Regions from separate parts of the Anas platyrhynchos genome. Here region 2 is linked to region 1. Evidence: chromatin contacts called from public Hi-C data. All regions are on one chromosome and are shown on one strand. Each heading gives the region's core, a stretch centred on a gene start, on an enhancer-like site or on the middle of the called end of the contact. The rest is flanking DNA. Distances are from core to core; before and after follow the strand shown. Region 1 overlaps GAK (cyclin G associated kinase). Region 2 overlaps GAK (cyclin G associated kinase).

Region 1 (5,827 bases), core at 931-3,430:
CAGGAAGTTATTCACGTCATCTCTTTCTCATGACTAGCTAAGCGTGTAGAGAAACCAGGCATTACAGCAGCACGCAGTTTTATGCTGTGGTTGATATCCCTTCAGATTTCATGCCGCCCTAGCCACCAAGAAGCGGAGCAGTCATTTCACTGAAATGGTTTCTGTGAAGATCAGTGAGGGCAGGAAAAACAGAAACCTAATCAAAAAGAAAAGAAGTTTTACATCCCTGTAGGCTTGTAGTGCAGTGAACTTATTTGATATTATGAGGTGCCAAGGTTTAACTTGGAGGAGAAGGCAGATCTCTTTGTTGGAAATGAAAGGGTCTTCTCAGCTCTATAAGAGGATGATGGAAAAACTGGCAGCAGCATTGCACTCGGGTTGTGGTGGTGTAAGGACAGGTACAAAGTGCTAATTACTAACACAGGGGAGGTAAGGCAAGTTCCCAATGCAAAGTCAGAAGGCAGTGGCAATGTGGACCGGGAGGTGAGGCTGGTAAGCTCTGTGCTCTGGTCGTGGTGCGTGGAGCAGGCTGGTTCCAGGACTGGCTGTCGTACTTGGCTACTCTGTTTTCATGAGTGGGCATGGTGCTTTGTGTAGTGTGCCTCCTACAGCTGAGTTTGTGCCTACAGAAGATGAAGAAAAACAGTTTTGTTCTGTCATGGTTTCTGTGACAAAACGGTCTGAGAATTTTTTGGAAGCTCTCTCTGCATTCTAGAAACGGGACTGAAATGCCTCAAGACTGTAAATTTTGTTCCTTGGGGCACGAGCTTGGATGTGTGTGTGTGTGCATATATACATACACACAGGTAACCTGTATGGAGAAATTGTAAAATTATTTTGCTGATACGAAAAGCCTCAGAAAACTGGCTTAAAAAAATACCTACATATGTTTACAGGAGTGGAAGTGATGAGTGAAACCACCCAAAACAAAACTCCTTTCTGCACCCCTAGGAAAGAAACTGAAGTAGTCCTTCTGTCCTTAACTTTCATTTCCTTGTTTGCATCGGTTGGTCTGCAGTGGAGGTGTTTGCTTATTCGGGTATGTTGGTGCAGGGACGTGGTCCTTGGCTGACATGACTGACAGGGAAATCCCTGGTGTGGATATAGTTGGGTAGGTTGTGTTGTTTGCCCCATGTAGATCGGTGGTGAGTGTTCTCCCTGTCCTTATCTCAACCCCTGGGCCCTTCCCCTCCCATTTTCTCCCCCTTTTTCTTTGAGGAGGGGCAGTGAGGGAGCGGCTGTGGTGGATTTCAGCTGCTCAGCAGGGTACAACCACCACAGTCCTTGCTGGTGCCCAAAAAGGCTCCAAATGTGGGGCTCCAGGAGGTTGAGATAAGGATGATAACTGAGAGAAGTAACAGGCAAAACAGGGGCTGGATGCTGTTTATTAATGTAATAGTTGAGAATAACTTAAATAATTGTGAAGAATGCGTTTCAGTACTGTGGTGAAAGGATGAGGGGTGGAGCATGTGCAAATTGTGCACTTTGTCAGTGTTGTGGTGATCTTATGTTTATTTTGGTGTGGGGAATTCTTTTTGATGTATGTGAACTTCGTGAAGGTTGATTGTGAAGTAAGAGTGTGTTGTGATCACTCTTAAATATGCTTTTCATTGAGGCAAGGGGTGGAATTTATTTATTTATTTATTTATTTATTTTGTGGCAAGGATTTGGTAGCAGGGGCTGCAGGGGTGGCCTCTGTGAGCAGAGCCCAGCAGCTGCCCCATGTCAGAGCAGAGCCAGCTCCAAAGGGACCTGCTGCTGGCCAGAGTTGAGCCAGGGAGCGATGCTGGGTGGGCCTCTGGGAGAGCAGACTGAAGGAAAGGAAAAAAAAAACCCTGAGAGCAGGTGGATGTGGCCTGGAGGAGGCTGCGGCCCATGGAGAGCCCCCGCAGGAGCAGGCCCCGGGCCGGAGCTGCAGCCCATGGAGAGGAGCCCACGCAGGAGCAGGGGGTCTGAGGGGAGCTGCCCCCACCCGTGGGGGACCCGTGCTGGAGCAGTTTGCTCTTGGGGACCTTGTGGGATGGACCCATGTCTGGAGCAGTTCTTGAAGAGCAGCTGCTGCCTGTGGGCAGCCCCCGCAGGCTCAGAGATGAAGCACTACCGCCCCCGTTCCCAAGGGAGAAAGTGGAGGAGGGTGGATGGAGGGAAGATGTTTTTTGGTTTGCTTTTCGTTCTCATGGTTCTAGTCTGCTAGTGATAGGCAAAAAATTGTATTAACCTCCCTCATGCTGAGTCTGTTTTGACCGTGATAGTAGTTGTTGAGTGATCTCCCCATCCTTATCTTACCCCCTGAGCCCTTTGCCATTGTATTTTCTTCCCCGTTCCCTTTGTGGAGGGAGAGAGAAAGAAGTTGTGGGGAAGTTCAGCGACCCAGCAGAGCAGGGTGAAAGCCCTACACAGATGAAACTGCTTTTTTTTTTTTTTTTTTTTTTGCAAATTGTATTACTTACTGTCTTGGTCATGGCAAAGAAGTTTAGCCAGTGAAGTTGTTTCTATTCAGGGTATGTTTAAACTGCTTGAACAGGCTAGCTCTACAAGGAAGCTAGTATCAAATTCTAAATAAAACTGCTTCTAGTAATGAAGCAGTAGGACACATTTTGTCTTTTTTATTTTTGAAAATAATTGCTTTTATCGAAAATAGGTGGCTGGACCAAGTAAATAAGTAGCTTCACAACTTCTCACCAGACTTTTTGTTTCCCAGAAAATCTATAGACATAAAATTAGTATCAGCTGTACTACTGCAGTTAAGAATGGATAGATAATATTGTATGGAACCAAACTGTGTTCAGGTGAAACAGAATGAAATAACTGAATGAGAAACTTAAAATTGGTGTTTGACAGGCATATAGCTGTAAAGGATCAGATTAAGCCCTGTAGCAGTGAAAGGTACTTTATTTATAAAATGAGCCTGATAAAGAGAATTTAACCAAGCATAATACCAGCTGGCTGGCTTTTGTTTGGGGTTCTGAAAAGTGCAGTGTACTTAATGTATTTAGCATTGCTGTGCTTGATTTTTGGTATAATTACTAAAATAAGTGTTACCTTTAAACTATTTGTATACCCTCAAGCTATCAATATTTTAATCAAGTTGCTTCTTTCGATTTACTGTTTGGTGTGAGTTAGTTCTGATGTATTGATTCTGTCACCTGTGCAAATCCGAAGGCATCATTTGATGCTTTTGGGTGAAGCATAAGCTGTATTTTGGAGTGCATCTGTGTAGATGCATGGACATTGGTGTTTGTGGCAGTGTTAGCGAGGTGTGTGCTTGAAATACCTTTGGACTTACCCCCTTTCAGCACTCAGAGAACACTTGCCAGTTGCAGCTGAGCATGCAAAGTAACTGTTCAGTCACCTGGGGTGCCACTGTCACCATTTGACACTTGAGTCCTGTCCAGAAAACTGCGTGGTAACTTCCTGTAGTAGAAAACTGTGCCATCAGAAGCCCCCAGCTTTGTAAACTAAAGCATGCATTTTTTCAATGTGCCGTTTGCAGGGCTATTAGAATAAGGCCAGGAGATATTTATCAAGACGCATGCAAAGACTTTCTGCTGCAGGTCCAGCAGTGCTTTCCCTGTGAGGTCTGTGTAGCAGAGAGGTGTGGAGGCAGTACCACTGCAGCACGGTGCCTGGTGTATGTGGCCTGCTGACTGCAATGGTGGGCTCTGAACCCTGGGTCATGCCTCGTGCTGTGAGCAGGGAACTGGTGGGGAAAACTGAGTATGGGCTGTGGCTTCCCAGCACCTAGCTTCAGTCCAGGGATGGCCCGTGGATTACCTTGCTTGTTTCACTAGTGCTATGAAATCTGTAAGCAGCAGTCGTAGCTGATTGGCTCTGGTTTTATTGCCTATGTTCTGATTCAGAAAGGAGCCAAAACCTCCTCAGGTCGTACACGAGGATGGTGGCATGCACTGCATTCTGTCTCCAGCCCCTGCCCCCATCAGCATCCCAAATTCAGGTGTGTGATCGCAGTTGCCAACCAGAACACTTGTACTGAGGGCATGTGGAAAGCAGCAAACCTGCTTTTAGGAAAAGGACCAAAATAAATGGATAAACACAAAGCAGGCCTGTGAGGGAGGACTGAAGTACTCTAGCAGGGGGTACTGTCTGTCCTCTTTGATACCATTGATACTTTCACTCTTCTTTAGTGCTGTAGTTACTCTTTATCTTGTTCTCCTTGCTACTGGGGTTTTGGTTTTGTGGTTTCTGCATAAAATTGTACTGTAAAAGAACTGAGTATCGGGGAGCCTGTGATTCATTCAGATCTTGCTGTTGCTGCTTATGGCACAGTAACAGGGTATGTTGGTGGTAACATTTGGGAGCTGTGGAGTTTAAAAAGTGAGTACGTGATGGCTGATTACAGTGTGACACTTTTGAGGGTACTTCTTGAAAAGCCTTCAATCTCATTGAATTGCATGAGGCACATAAGTGTTTGCTTCAGCCTCATGTTAATGTTCCTCATCCATAGAGAAAAGGTACTGGGCACTAGTATAACTAGTTATTTGGATCATGCATCTTTTAAAAAGTGCCTTGTCAGCTTATTTCTTGCCTGACATTTTTATTCCTTACCCTGTTCTCTTAGACCTTTTGACCAGTGAAATTTTCTAGGTCACTGACATCTGGGCTTATTTTCCAAATTACTTCTAGAGAGGACGTCACTAGGTATTTGAATGAGAATAGAATTTATACTTATGGTGTAGAAAGGCAACTCAGCTCAAGTTTGTCACTTGCTGTGGTTGGCTTTTAGTCCACCAGGCATTTGCTGCAATAGGTGGAGAGTGAGTGTGCAACCACACTGTTGATGTAACCCCGAGGAAGGTATTCACAGGAAAAATAGAAATGGTATAAGGAATGATTAAATTTCAGATTAGTGACAACATCATACTTTATGTGGTAGTGGAAATGTGTGCTTCAGTGCTTGAAAATGCTTTGGGCTTTTAATATGAACACTAAAGTGTGGTAGTTATCCTAAACATACAAAGAGATTTGTATTTAAAATTTTAAACTCCCTTGGTTATTTTTTTTAATGGCAAGACTAATAATAAAAACAAATAAGCAAACAAGAATAGTTTAGTTAAAATCATTCAGTATATAGGCTGTAGCAAATGTTGTTTTTATATGTGCTTGTTTAAAAAAAAAAATCCGCATGTGCAGGCTAACAAAACGCAGAACAGTTACAAAGCTGGTGGGGCAAAAGACATGTGCAAAAGAAAGCAAGTACTGCTCTTGTATGTAGCTTACATATACTATTGGCATCAAAAAATACATATACTTACATTCAGTAAAGCTTCTTTATTCTAACCAAGCTAATGTGTGTATTTAAAAATTGATTTATCTGAATGCTGAAAATTAAAACTGACTTAAAGAGTCTTTGTCTTGCAGGTGGTTTTGCTTTTGTCTACGAAGCTCAGGATCTTGGAAGTGGCAAAGAATATGCTTTAAAGGTAAAATGAATTTATTTAACTCCAGGTTTGCAACGTCCATCTTTCCCTAATACTTTAGGATGATAGTTATTTCTTGATATATTCCACTGAACAAGGCATTTGGAAAAATCCAGAATGATACAGTGGTGTTTGTACTGCACTATACCCATATTTAGAACTGTCATTAATCTTAGGACCCTGCATTTTATACTTACATAACAAAAACAGGAGTTACTGTATTAAGTAATAGTGCTGTGTGCCTTATTTTATTTTGGTCTTATGCAGAAGTTCATGACTCTGCCCTGGGGTTTTGTTGCGTGGATATAAAGAACCTGGAACATTTTCATATTAAAATTAAAATGTTTAAAATGTTCCATACTTTCACCCATTTAGCAGTGCACTTTTCA
Region 2 (5,827 bases), core at 1,647-4,146, 34 kb after region 1:
CCTAGACACTGATATTCCTGATGTATTAATGCTGTGATTGGCAGTATGTATGCAGTTAAATCTTCCAGTGGCCTGAAGATTTTCTGGTATACATCTGTCTTAGTGACATTGATTTTGTTGTATGATCTTTGTTTTGCTGTATCTGGAAAGAAATAATATCTTGTATCTTGTCACAACACTATGTGTTCCTGCCCACTTCGTTGGCTAGGAGTGTTTAAGTTCTATAAAAAGAAGCAAACAAAAAAGCAAAAAATTGTATTCTGTAAAAACAGATATTTTACTTGAGAAAAATCTTGTACGAAGAAAAACTCATGATGGGAAAATTTTCCCTGTCCATCTTTGAAATCCAGATTTACGATGAGTAATGCTTCCTGACTTTTTTAACTTCGTTAGTCAGTGCTGGGCTAGAGCAGTCAAGTAAGAAGCTAAAGAAGCTTAAGCTTCTCTAGTGCCACAAACGATGATTCTGGCAAGCCTTAAACCCTTAAACTTGATCAAAATAGAACAGCATCTAAAACATTTATGAAATGATACTTTCATGGTTTCCTGTGTACTATGTCTAAATCCTTAAAAAAAAAAAAAAAAAAAAAAGCCTTGATTAAAGTTAATGGTAGCTTTGAAATCCTCTCTGCTAACTTTGAGTTGTGTTTGGAACAGGTTGCTTCGAGAGGTTGTGCACTCAGTCTCTGGAGATTTCTAAGACCTGCCAGTATAAAGCTCTCAGCAAGTCAGTCTGACCTTACCACTGACTCTGCTTTGAGCTGTTGGAGCCTCAGGAGATCTCTAGTTCACTGCAATCTGAATTTTTCTTTGATTCCATCTTATAAAAGGAGGTTGTGGGTCTTTAAAGGTGTCAGCAACACAACATGTTGGCAATTTCAATTTTGATAATGACCTGAACATTTTGAGCTTCAAACACAGGCAAATGGAAAGTGGGCAATGTTGTGTGGTTTCCATTTCCATGGCAAAACTAGAGTCTGAGCAGAAAGTAAACTTTAAGTCAAAAAAAGTAATTTCTCTAACTTTTAGAATATGTATTTTCCACTTTATTTTCTGGTTTATAGCTGTAATGCTGCCATATGATTCTTTCAGTGATAGTATAGTATTTGAGATGTACTGACGCCCATGTTCAAATCTGTGGTGAGCAAGAATATAAAGGGCTGTTTGCTTTAGCTTTATTTGGTCTGTGGTGACTTTGCAAAACTTTTCACTAACAAAAGAATGTTAAATCTCTAGCAAAGTGAGGTTTTCTGAAACAGCCAAATTTTTAGCTTTTCACTGTACTCTAGTATTTTAATTTATAGATGACATCATATGTCACATTATCTCTTGTAGTCTTTTTTCCTGAGCTTGGCATCTCATTGAGAACTTCTTGTGATAGTTCAGGTAATTAATCTGAGTAACCTTTGAGCTCTTCTGTTTGAGAAGACGTGTGGCTGATAGTAAACTCGGTCTTTCACCTTCATTTTCAGTCCTGTCTAAAAAGAAAAAGGTTGCTTTGCAAGTTGTTCGCTTGGTCCTGATAGAGCCTTTGCTCTCTGAGTTGCAGGTTCTCACGGATCAGGCTTCTCATGTACTGCGTTCTTATCAGGCAGATGGCTGTAAGAGTACAGAGGCTGAGCAGTGAAGCAATTATTTGGCAGTCTTTTGTAAAACTAATTGCAGAAGGAGTATTACTGAACTGTTGAGGCTCTTTGAGTAAAGGACACAAGTAAAAACATACTGAATCTAACATTTTCCTTAAAAACGTGAACTACTCAGGTTGAAAGCTTTTACAACCTGAAATTTTCTCCGAGGAAAAAAATCTTATGTTGTTGATCCTTCAGACTGGAACAGACCAGAGGGCTGCTGTGTTTGATCCTATAACATGATGCTTGTAGTGTGCAATACTATTTCTGGGAGGGGCACTTCGCTTAATTTCTGCACAGAGATGGCATTCAAGTGCAAAATTTCGTTTTATACACATAGTTTATGCTGTGCAAATATGTGACTGTCATGTTGTTTGTCACTTTGGCTGGATCTCTCATTTCAGGTTTCTGAATGTGGCTGGCCAGCAAGGCGAGCACCAAATCTTCAGAATCTCTACAGTATATGCAAGAACATGCATTTATGGCTGAAACAAGATCAGAAAAACGTTTGCATTGTGCACTGCCTTGTAAGTAATTGGTTTGTCTCAAGTGTTTTGCTCAATCCAGCTTTAGGTAGTGATTAAGGATGCTAGTATCACACAGTTCGTGAATATTCCTGGTTTTCCTCACTGTAGGGCCTGGAGGGAATTCCATCCTGCTATGTATTAATAAATTATTTCCATAAATTTTCTTTTTAGGCAGTTAGTGGGATGATGTAGCTCTTCCTTGCTGTTCTGGTTTCAGCTGGGATAGAGTTAATTTCCTTCCTGGTAGCAGTTATGGTGCTGTGTTTTGGATTTAGGATGAGAATAAAGTTGATAATGCACCAATGTTTTAATTGTTGCAGAGCAGTGCTTACACTAAGTCAAGGACGTTTCAGCTTCTTGCTCTGTCTTGCCAGTGGGCAAGCTGGGGGTGCAGCTGGGAGGGGACAGACCCAGGACAGCTGACCCAAACTGGCCAAAGGGATGTGCCATGCCACCTGATGTCATGCTGGACAATATATAGGGGTGGCTGGCTGGGGTGGGGGGTACTGGCTGCTGGGGGATCGACTGAACAATGGCCTACAGGTGGTGAGCAATTGCGCATCGCTTTTGCACAAATTATTCTTAGTAGTATTATTATCGTTATTTTCCTTTCTTTTCTGTCCTAAGAAACTGTTTCTATCTCAGCCCACTGGCTTCTTTTTCTTTTGATTCTCTTCCATATCCCAGAAGGGGAGGAGGGAGGGGCAGCGAATGGCTGTGGGGTGCTTATCTGCCAGCCGGGTTAAACCGCAACGCTTGCATGTAATATAGTAGTCATTATATAGGAGGGATAAGGCAAAGTAGCCTTGGGGAGCAAAAAATGTTTTCTGATTTACAATTTTCTTGTAGGATGGAAGAGCCGCATCTGCTGTTGTAGTTTGTTCTTTTCTGTGTTTTTGTCGTCTCTTCACGACTGCTGAAGCTGCAGTTTATATGTTTAGTATGAAAAGATGTCCGCCTGGTATTTGGCCTTCTCATAAAAGGTATGCTATTGGTCTGTTTGTAGGGTACTATTGAAGCAAGTATTTGTGCAATTGTGAATATGCTACTATTTTTACAGGGTCCTTTTTAGGATAAATTATTTCAACAGTGTCTGTGTTAAAACAACAAAATACTTGGAAAAACAAATGTATTGTAAGTAGATAAAGCAGTTCTGTGAGTAGTTTGAGACCTTAATTACTCACGGTGTTATCACAACTGAATCGTATGTAGTGAAGCAGTGTTAGGAGTGAAAACGAGGGTATGCAGTGCTTTCGAATGCTGTCTTTAGTATAAAATCCTCTTCCACATGTAGATGACGTTATATTCCACGTGCACCAGCTTACTACATGGTAAGTTATAGTGTGTCAGACCACAGCAAGTTCTGTTGGAAAGAGTAATAATTTCTTGTTCAGATAAAAATGCCTTCTGTTTTTTAAAGGAGTGCATGCAGATGACTGGAATATTTGTCAGAATATATGAAACTAGGTATTGGAATTAATTTGATAGATCTTTGTGGTGGTTTTACCGTGCTGGGCAGCTAAACCCCACAACCACTCTCTCACTCCACCTCTTTTAGATGAGGAGGGGGAGAAGTAAAGCAAAGAACAACTCACGGGTTGAGATAAGGATAATTTAATTGAAGGGAAATAATAATTAAATAAAGATTATTATGAACTAAACAATTTAACTAAAGGGAAATAAAAAGAGAAAGGGGAAAAGGGAGGGGGAAAGGGAAAAATAAAAAGAAGGGAGGAAAACAAACGAATAAAATAAATGAAGGCTATATGGAAGTGCAGAGGAAAGAAATTACTCTCTACTTCCCACAAATGGGTGATGATTGACCACATCCTTGAAGCAGGGCCTCAATGCACATAGCCGGTGTTCTAGCCGGTGTTCGAGAGGAGGACTGACGTTTTTTCAACGAGAGCCCACCCCTCCCCTCTTCTTGTTTCCACCTTTTATTGCTGAGTGTGAGCCCATACAGCAGCACTGTATGGGCTGCTGCCGGAAAAGTTAACATTCCAGCTAGACCCAGTACAATCTTGTAACAATTAAGTCTCCAGAGCAAGTGACTGTGGTATTAAATGTTTTTCCTACAAAAAAAAAAAAAAAAAGATTAAATTTAGAAAGGTGAGAAGTAAAGATTAGTGAAGAGTAACTGACAAATTATGAAGTTGTACAAATTTTTTCTGGGTATATTTAATGGGTCCTGTACAGGGTAGGTCATAAAAGAGGATAAACATAAAGGTAGCCTGATGTGTAAAGTGCTGTTAGGAAGCTTTGAGTTACTAGCTTCAGAACTGCTGTAACTTTAGTCCATTTTGTGTAAAATATCAGTGAACAGTTCTCTTAGTGGGGTGTTGTAGCTGAGGCCTTTGGGAAGAGTGGCTAGCTTGTTTTACAAGTGAATAAATGTAAAGCTATAGACCTGAGGCAGAGGCTAGCATTGTCTGTAAGGTGAAACAAAGGCACAGGTGATTTCATATGTGGTGCTGTATTCAATTGTCTGAACAGCATATTTTTCTGCTGTGGTGGAGCTATTAGATTTTCCTGCAGAAATTGTGTTGCTGTCCTTAGAAAGACCAGTTAAGTATCATAAGTATTTCCTCACGTTTCTATTTTGTTCTCCTTTTGTCAAATTCTATCAAATTGAAAAATCTGTTTCCAGGAAGTGCTGTTACATGTTTCCAGTTCTATTACCACGAGTTATTGCTGGGTGGCTGGGTATTAACAAAAGTAACTTGTGTGCCCCTGTTTTTATGATTTCGTTCTCTGATCTAACCTTTTGTTTTTAACAGATATATTGAATACATGTGTGACATGATGGCTGAAGAACCAATTATTCCTCACAGCAAGCCAATCCTTATTAAATCAATCATCATGACTCCAGTTCCTCTTTTCAGTAAGCAGCGTAACGGCTGCAGGCCTTTTTGTGAAGTATATGTTGGGGATGAAAGAGTAGCTACTACCTCCCAGGAATATGACAAAATGAAGTAAGTATAGGTTATGAAAACTGAACATTAAGTTTTCCTTTAACTTAAATAAGAAGTCTTTACTATGAGGAGAAAATATGATTTTTGGGCTGGTTGAGCAGAGAGCAGCTTAAATACATGGAGCTCCTCTATCCCATTTTAGTTGATCCTGAAAGGTAAATCATGGGGAAGAGACAAAGTGGTTAAAAAAGAGTTTGAAGGTGTCTGCACAGAAAGTGTGGATCACAGTGGAGTGGCATATTACACTGTGGGCTTTGGGAAACAAAGTTGAACAAGACCTACTCTATAGCACATGGAATAGCATGAAACTAGGAAGACTGATCTTTGCTGCACATGTAGTTGGGGTGGTGTACCAACACCACTAAGACTGAACTTTGTGATGCAGTTGTGCAGTAAGCATTCACCAGCTGCCATAGCTGTAAGGAAAGCACTTAATTCTGGTATATCCAGGGTAACTCTGGTGCCTGCTGATGTAATGCAATGTTGCAGCTATAAATCATACTAGCAATTCTATCTGGCAGTCAGTCACAAGTGGAGGTAAGGTAAGAATGCCCAAGTCCTTCCAGTTTTCTTAAAAACCCAAGCCCAGTAAAAATTTGTTATGAACTTGGAGAGGGAGCAACAGAAACAGCTACGGAGTGTTAAAATATCTTCCTTTTTTTTGGACTACTGTATCTCAGTGGGGATCCTAACTTAT

What was found. A called contact is a pair of places that touch in the nucleus more often than the background predicts.
Region 2: a contact with region 1 is called in a Hi-C map of small yellow follicle, with 2.7 times the contacts expected there. The contact joins two enhancer-like sites. A contact is called at or near these places in 2 of 8 Hi-C or Micro-C datasets (F1 follicle and small yellow follicle).

The regions. Positions count from the first base shown.
Region 1 is chrZ:54,340,586-54,346,412 of IASCAAS_PekinDuck_T2T, forward strand. GAK (cyclin G associated kinase) reads left to right here. Exons shown (of 28, transcript XM_027446921.3): 2 at 5,380-5,441. Among named protein-coding and RNA genes, the nearest start is that of GAK, 8.6 kb to the left of the region's middle. Within about 2 kb of position 2,181, at least 2 of the 8 cell types and tissues checked have an H3K27ac peak or open chromatin away from gene starts, as enhancers often do. A contact at or near this core is called in small yellow follicle, where this site is marked.
Region 2 is chrZ:54,373,900-54,379,726 of IASCAAS_PekinDuck_T2T, forward strand. It overlaps GAK (cyclin G associated kinase), which reads left to right. Exons shown (of 28, transcript XM_027446921.3): 14 at 2,033-2,155; 15 at 3,005-3,138; 16 at 4,936-5,130. Among named protein-coding and RNA genes, the nearest start is that of GAK, 42 kb to the left of the region's middle. Within about 2 kb of position 2,897, at least 3 of the 8 cell types and tissues checked have an H3K27ac peak or open chromatin away from gene starts, as enhancers often do. A contact at or near this core is called in small yellow follicle, where this site is marked.